Regions from separate parts of the Danio rerio genome. Here region 1 is linked to region 2. A link is a contact called in public Hi-C data. All regions are on one chromosome and are shown on one strand. The core of a region is the stretch at or near the end of the contact, and the rest is flanking DNA. Distances in the headings are between cores, read along the strand shown.

Region 1 (3,304 bases), core at 734-3,233, 110 kb before region 2:
AATCACCTTCAGGCAGTCTGGATCTCTCAGCCGAGTCTGCTCCACTGCCTGGCCTGTGTGACATTCAGGATTTGTCTAGCCTGTTTGCGCTTGTTTTCATGCATGCCTGTGTTTGTCCGTCACTCCATCCATCACTTAGAATAGCACCACAGGTGAAGCGAAGACAGCCGATAGTAACCTTGAGCTGGTAACCTTGTGCCTTTTTTGAGTTGTCACGGTGAGAGGAAATGTAGCTTTCTTTTTCCTATATGAGCTAAAGAGCTATATATTATATTATATTATATTATATTATATTATATTATATTATATTATATTATATTATATTATATTATATTATATTATATTATATTATTAATTTGTTCATTCATTTTCTTTTTGGCTTAGTCCGTTTATTAATCTGGGGTTGCCACAGTGGAATGAACCACCAACTTATCCAGCATATGTTTTTACTCAGCGGATGCCTTTCCAGTTGCAACCTATCTCTGGGAAACATCCATACACACTTATTCACACTCATACACTACGGAAAATTTAGCTTACCCAATTCACCTGTACCACATGTCTGTGGACTGTGGGGGAAACCATAGCACCTGGAAGAAGCCCATGCAAACACGGGGAGAACATTCATACTCCATGCCGAAATGCCAACTGACCCAGCCGAGGCTCGAACCAGCGACCTTCTTGCTGTGAGGCGACAGCACTACCTACTGCGCCACCATGTCGCCTAATATTATATTATATTATATTATATTATATTATATTATATTATATTATATTATATTATATTATATACAACAGTTCTATCTGGTTCTTGACTGGACACTTCAGTTTGACAAATATTGCAGCTGTTGGACAACATAATGTACTTTTGAGGCTTTTTTAGACAAGAATGTAGTTGTTTAGATTGCAACTATGCATTTTTTAAATAAGGATAGTGCTTATTTTTTTTTTTTTTTTTATTAAACATTTGTTTTGGAGATTCAGATTGGCCGTCATCAGCCTTATATTATATTATATTATATTATATTATATTATATTATATTATATTATATTATATTATATTATATTATATATTATATTATATTATATTATAACTCAAAAACATGTATACCACCATTTAAAATAGTCAAGCTGCTAATATATTTTTTGAATGAAGTTATTTCCTTTATTCATTAACGGTGCATGAATAAACATAAAGGGATTCAGTTTTGGGCAACATTTATTTGAGCAACATATATTTAAAAATACATTTATTTAAAATAATAATTTCTATTAAATAATACTATTATTTTTTCTTTTTTAATAATTAAAAGATATTATAAAAGACACTACTGTTGTAAAATAAAAAATACAAAAAGCAACATTGTGTAATAAGTTATGTGTAGTGGTGCAGGTGTTTTCAAGATTGAGGTTAAAAATAATTGTTACTTGAAAATTTATTTAATTTCTAAGGGATCATTTGATACTAAAGACTGAAGGTGTGAAAATTCATCTGTCTGTAAATTATAATTGATTTGTTTTTCATTATTTTTAGCATAAGAAAATAAACTAATATTTAACTTGAACAGAATGAGTACAAAGGCCATTTCACAGTACACAACATAGTACAATATCTTCAAGAATACATAAGAATAACAGATCAAATGAAATAAATAACTTATAGAGAAGTGTGTGGCTCCACATTTTGAAGGGACACAATCATTTTAAATGGTAAAAATATTTCAACAAGATTCACAGTAATATTTCAGAGAGATTATGTACAGACTGATACAGTGTTAAAGACCACCATTATACAGTATGTCTTTTATCACTGCGGCTTCTCGTTTTCACTCCAAAATGCCCGTAAAATATGAAATCAACACCCTCTCTCTCTCATTCCTGCGTATGTCTTCATGGGTTTATTTATAGACTTGTAAGGACACTCTGTTAGTATGAATACAAATGAGAAATGTGGCCTTCAAAATATGCAGCACAAAAGCAGCCTCTGTTCTAACGTGCACTCGCGCATTCACAACACTGTGTGGCAGCAGTGAGCTTTAAAACGCTTACAATAAGTTCAGAACAAATATCAAATCCTACAGATGTTTTATACTGAAATCTTTTTTTCATGTCCAGAAATCATTAAATGTTTTTCACAGATTATCTTGCACCATCTAATCACTATTCATCACACTTTTGAGATTGTTTTATTTGAGATTGCAATACACTGTTTTAGAAAAAAAATGCAAACTAAACCAAAATTTTTTATGCTTGTTCATACACATTATTCTCCATTATGAAACTAAACCAAAAAAGTGGTTGTTTTGATGTGATTTATTTATATTTATTGTTATTTTATTGTGTTTTCTTTAATTTGAGTGAATTAGCATTTTTTATGAAAATGTTTTATTTCTATATATATATACATTTATGGCCTGTTTACACATTATTCTCCATCCTGAGTGAATCTGTTGTTCTCAGTTTGTCAGTTTTCCTGATACAGGCTTGTTTTTTTCACCCTCCAATCACAGTTCATCACGCTTTTGAGATTGATTTAATTGTGGTTTCATACCTAAAGGCCCGTTTTAGAAAAAAAAAAAAAAAACTAAACAAAAAGAATATGGTTGTTTTGTTGTATTTATTTTTTTGTCCACTGCATGTTCATTAATTTTACTCAGTCAGTTGTTCTCCGTACTTTTTTCTGCCTGTTTATATTGTGGTTTTCAGTTTGGCACTCTAAAATGGGCTGATTTTTGGGTTGCCTGTCACACACTTTGTACTCTGTGTTGAATCAGAAATCATTGAATGTTTTTCAGATTACTTCTCACCATCCAATCACAATTCACGCCTGTTTATACACAAGCAATGCATGCAAATGTCAACCTTGCCATGAAAAAAATAAAGTTTTCACCAAACTACATAAATAGTTTCTAAGTTTGTTTAAGCAAGTATTTTACAGCACTTTAGAAATACTTAAGATTGTCTCTGTCAATGTTTTAAACCATTATATTTGATTTACCAAAGTCACACAAGTGGCAATTTCACATCTGTCCATAACAGAGAGATGTGACATCCAAACCAACGCTTTTCCCTCATAAATGCACAAATAAAACAATGTAATATATACAATTTAAAAATAAAACCAATATTTTTTATTCTATAGAGGGCCAACTCTTATCTATTTAGTGATTTAGTATTTTTTTGATACAGGGTTTTAGGTTATATATATATATATTGGTCTGTTTACACACATTATTCCCCATTCTGAGTGAAGATGTGGTTCTCGGTTTGGCACTTTTTTTGATACAGGCTTGTTTTTTCACAA
Region 2 (3,140 bases), core at 487-2,986:
AGAATTCATTAAAATAGAAGTAAAACAATGTTCATTACAAGTTTATTTAAAAAAAAGCACCTAAATAGTTTAGTATTTTGTGATTTGATTCCACTTATATGTTTCATCATTGAGAGTTCCAAAAAATAGTATACAAATCTCGTCTCGTTCTCGCAAACCCAATCTCATGTCTCGTATTGTCTTGAGAAATAAGAGTCTCCTCACACTCCTATTAAAATGTGATGCTGTCACCTAAAATTTCGATGTGTGTGTGTACGCAGGGCATTGTGGGTAACTTGGCCAGTGGGAAGTCTGCGCTGGTGCACAGGTATCTGACAGGGACATATGTACAGGAAGAGAGTCCTGAAGGTAGGTGTTTAAATACGGGGATTATTCAAATGCTTTTTTGTCTCACTAGTAATATTGTAAAGACTTTTTTTACTTTCACTTTGATACTTTCCAAACACTGTTTACAATAGCGGACATGTGTCCTTCTGTTTTTTACATAGTTCAGCTAAAAATGAACATTTGTTGCTTATGTATGGCCATCCAAGATATAGATAATTTTTTTTCTTAAGTAGAACATTACTTCCAGAGGGAGTGCGCCGATCACTTGACGCAGAAGTATAAACCAGGCTTAAGACTCAATCCTGATGAAACTGGACCGGTCTAAACGCATTAGACCTTCTAAATGCTCTAGGACAGTGGTTCTCAACAATATTGCTGGAGGACCACCAGCACTGCACGTTTTGCTTTGTCTGTTCCAACTTTTTCAGGTCTTCTAATCTCTGCTAATGAGCTGATGATCTGAATCAGGTGTGTTTGGTTAAGGAGACTTGGGCTGCGTCCGAAATCGTCTACTACTCAGTGGGCACTGCAGTAGAATTTAAATGTACTACTCAGCTATTCGAAAAGTATGTTCTCTACAGTATCAATGTGAGCAGTATGAATGGAATTCGGACATACTACATCCACCATTTTGCATGATCACCTGACCTACCCGTGTGAGTTGCGTTGCTTCACTCCCATGCATAAATTGGTTGAGAACCACAGTTGCTAGACATAGTAAGATATAACAGCACTTATTTGTAACGCACAACTGCAATGCCACAAATGACCATTTGGGATTATTGGAATTATTTCCAATGCAAAAAAGATTGCAGGTTACGTTTCTCTAAAGTTATTAAATAAAATGCTTTGTCAATGTAACCTAGTTAAATTTGCATATAGTGTGGGATTTGAAGATTGGATTTCACTTACTCACTATCCTTCAGCTTAGTCCCTGATTTATCAGTGGTCACCACAGCGGAATGAACCACCAATTACTCTGGCATGTTTTATGCTGCTATGCCCTTCCAAGATTGGATTTATATCCATTTAATGGAGAAACATTTATATGGCCAAATGTAAATGGAACCATTTTCACAAGTCAGACAGCTGTAGAATTTGAGAAAAAGCATTAAGTGACCTGGTATAAAAATGCCATATACAACAAAAAGCTCTGAATGCTAAAGCTGTAGATTAATGATAATCATTTTGTAAATGATGATCAGTTTTATTACAGACAAATTGTTTTGCTTCATAAGGATCAAAGTATCATTAAGAGCCACGGATATTCATTTTATTTTTGGACTCTCAAATTCATTTTTGGCTGAACTATCTCTTTAAGTCTTAAATGTTTGTGTTAATACAGTTAATATTCCTTTCTTTTTTACACAGCCAAGGCATAACCCAAAGATACTTTTTATTTCTCGTTCTCCTTTCTGCTTTCCCTCTTATTATCTCTTTTTCTTTCTCTCTGCACACCTGCTGTTAGTTTGTTAGCCGAGTACAGTTGCGCTGGAAGATTCTGCCATACTCTCCATGTATAATTGAGAACATTCAAGGCACGCCGCCAGACCACCACAATATGCTGTCTTTCCCGAGCGAGGATCTGCTTTCAAAAGCTCCCTGTATCAATATTTCACTTCTTTTATGACTGTTATTATGTAGCCATGTTATAAGCTGGCATTTCAAACAGAGCCGAGTTGGCCAAAATGTAGGTAAACCTTTAAAAATCAGGGCTTTATTTAAAGATTGCTGAAAGTTAAATTTATTAACTGCAATGCATGAGGGTCCCATAGAGAGCATGAGGTCACAGGGCAGTTAGCGGACCAACAGGCCTTAATCACGTCTCGTCCTCTCCTTTGCACTTTACCATATAAAACTCAACCCGTCGCATACCAGTGGTCTACCAGGAAATCGCCCTGCAAGAAAAAAGCCCCAGAAATGTCAATTGCCTGTTTGCCGCACTGGATTATAGCAGAGAGGGCCAAGGGAAACTTCAACGACATCAGAGACTGTTGAAGTTTGTCTTAAACGACTCGCTCAAAGCGTTCACTTTTGAGGCCAGCACGCCATCTGATGATAGACGTATACGATAAACTCTGATTTCCAATAAAGTGATGTCACATTTTAGCAACAGAAAGCGGTGATTTCTATTTCTAAATTTACATTCCAGTAAAACTACCAAGCCCTTGAAATGTTTTCCTACTTTTTTTTTTGAAGTTACGCTATTCGGGGTTTAAAAATAGTGTTCCCTAGCTTGGGTAGAGTGAACCCCGACCTCAAAACCACTAAGTAGAGCTGGAGCACATTTTTACAGCGCGCTCTGCAATGAAAGCAGTCGGCCGCAAGGGTTTTTTACACCGGCCCCTGTTTCTATCACACATGCTACATGAATAGATGCATTCTCAGAGAACTCATTAGGAGATATTATCACAAGACCGACTGTGTGTGTTTGTTTACGCAAGAAGAAAGAAAAATCCCTACAGGCTTTGTGGTGGCTACAAAGACCTTGCATTTACTATTTCAAAACCCAGAACCCTGTATGGGTAAATAAGTCAGTTTTTGCTCATGCCACCACAGTTTTGTTGTTTAGAAAGACAGCTCTGCTGGGATCAGCAGTTTGGTGCAGACCAGCCCCTCTGGCTATAAGAGTTATCAATGTTGGACTTTTAATCTTTCCTGAATGAGGTTTTGCCTTGCAAACTGCAAAATCTTGATAACTCGATAACTGCAATGACTTTTTTTTTTTGTTAAATGGGTCAGTGGTAAATAGTAATATTTTTAAAACCTGGTTTAAAATGTGCACTACTTTAATATAAAGGCACATCTTTGTG

The links. A called contact is a pair of places that touch in the nucleus more often than the background predicts.
Region 1: a contact with region 2 is called in a Hi-C map of embryo, with 2.9 times the contacts expected there. The contact joins two enhancer-like sites. A contact is called at or near these places in 6 of 18 Hi-C or Micro-C datasets (caudal fin, embryo, fibroblasts and 2 more) and 1 of 4 datasets of contacts at active chromatin or transcription factors (caudal fin).

What each region holds. Positions count from the first base shown.
Region 1 is chr6:17,334,765-17,338,068 of GRCz12tu, reverse strand. All of the region lies in intron 1 of agap1 (ArfGAP with GTPase domain, ankyrin repeat and PH domain 1), which reads left to right. Among named protein-coding and RNA genes, the nearest start is that of agap1, 76 kb to the left of the region's middle. Within about 2 kb of position 1,983, at least 23 of the 62 cell types and tissues checked have an H3K27ac peak or open chromatin away from gene starts, as enhancers often do.
Region 2 is chr6:17,228,402-17,231,541 of GRCz12tu, reverse strand. It overlaps agap1 (ArfGAP with GTPase domain, ankyrin repeat and PH domain 1), which reads left to right. Exons shown (of 18, transcript XR_012407728.1): 3 at 261-348. Among named protein-coding and RNA genes, the nearest start is that of gbx2, 180 kb to the right of the region's middle. Within about 2 kb of position 1,736, at least 5 of the 62 cell types and tissues checked have an H3K27ac peak or open chromatin away from gene starts, as enhancers often do.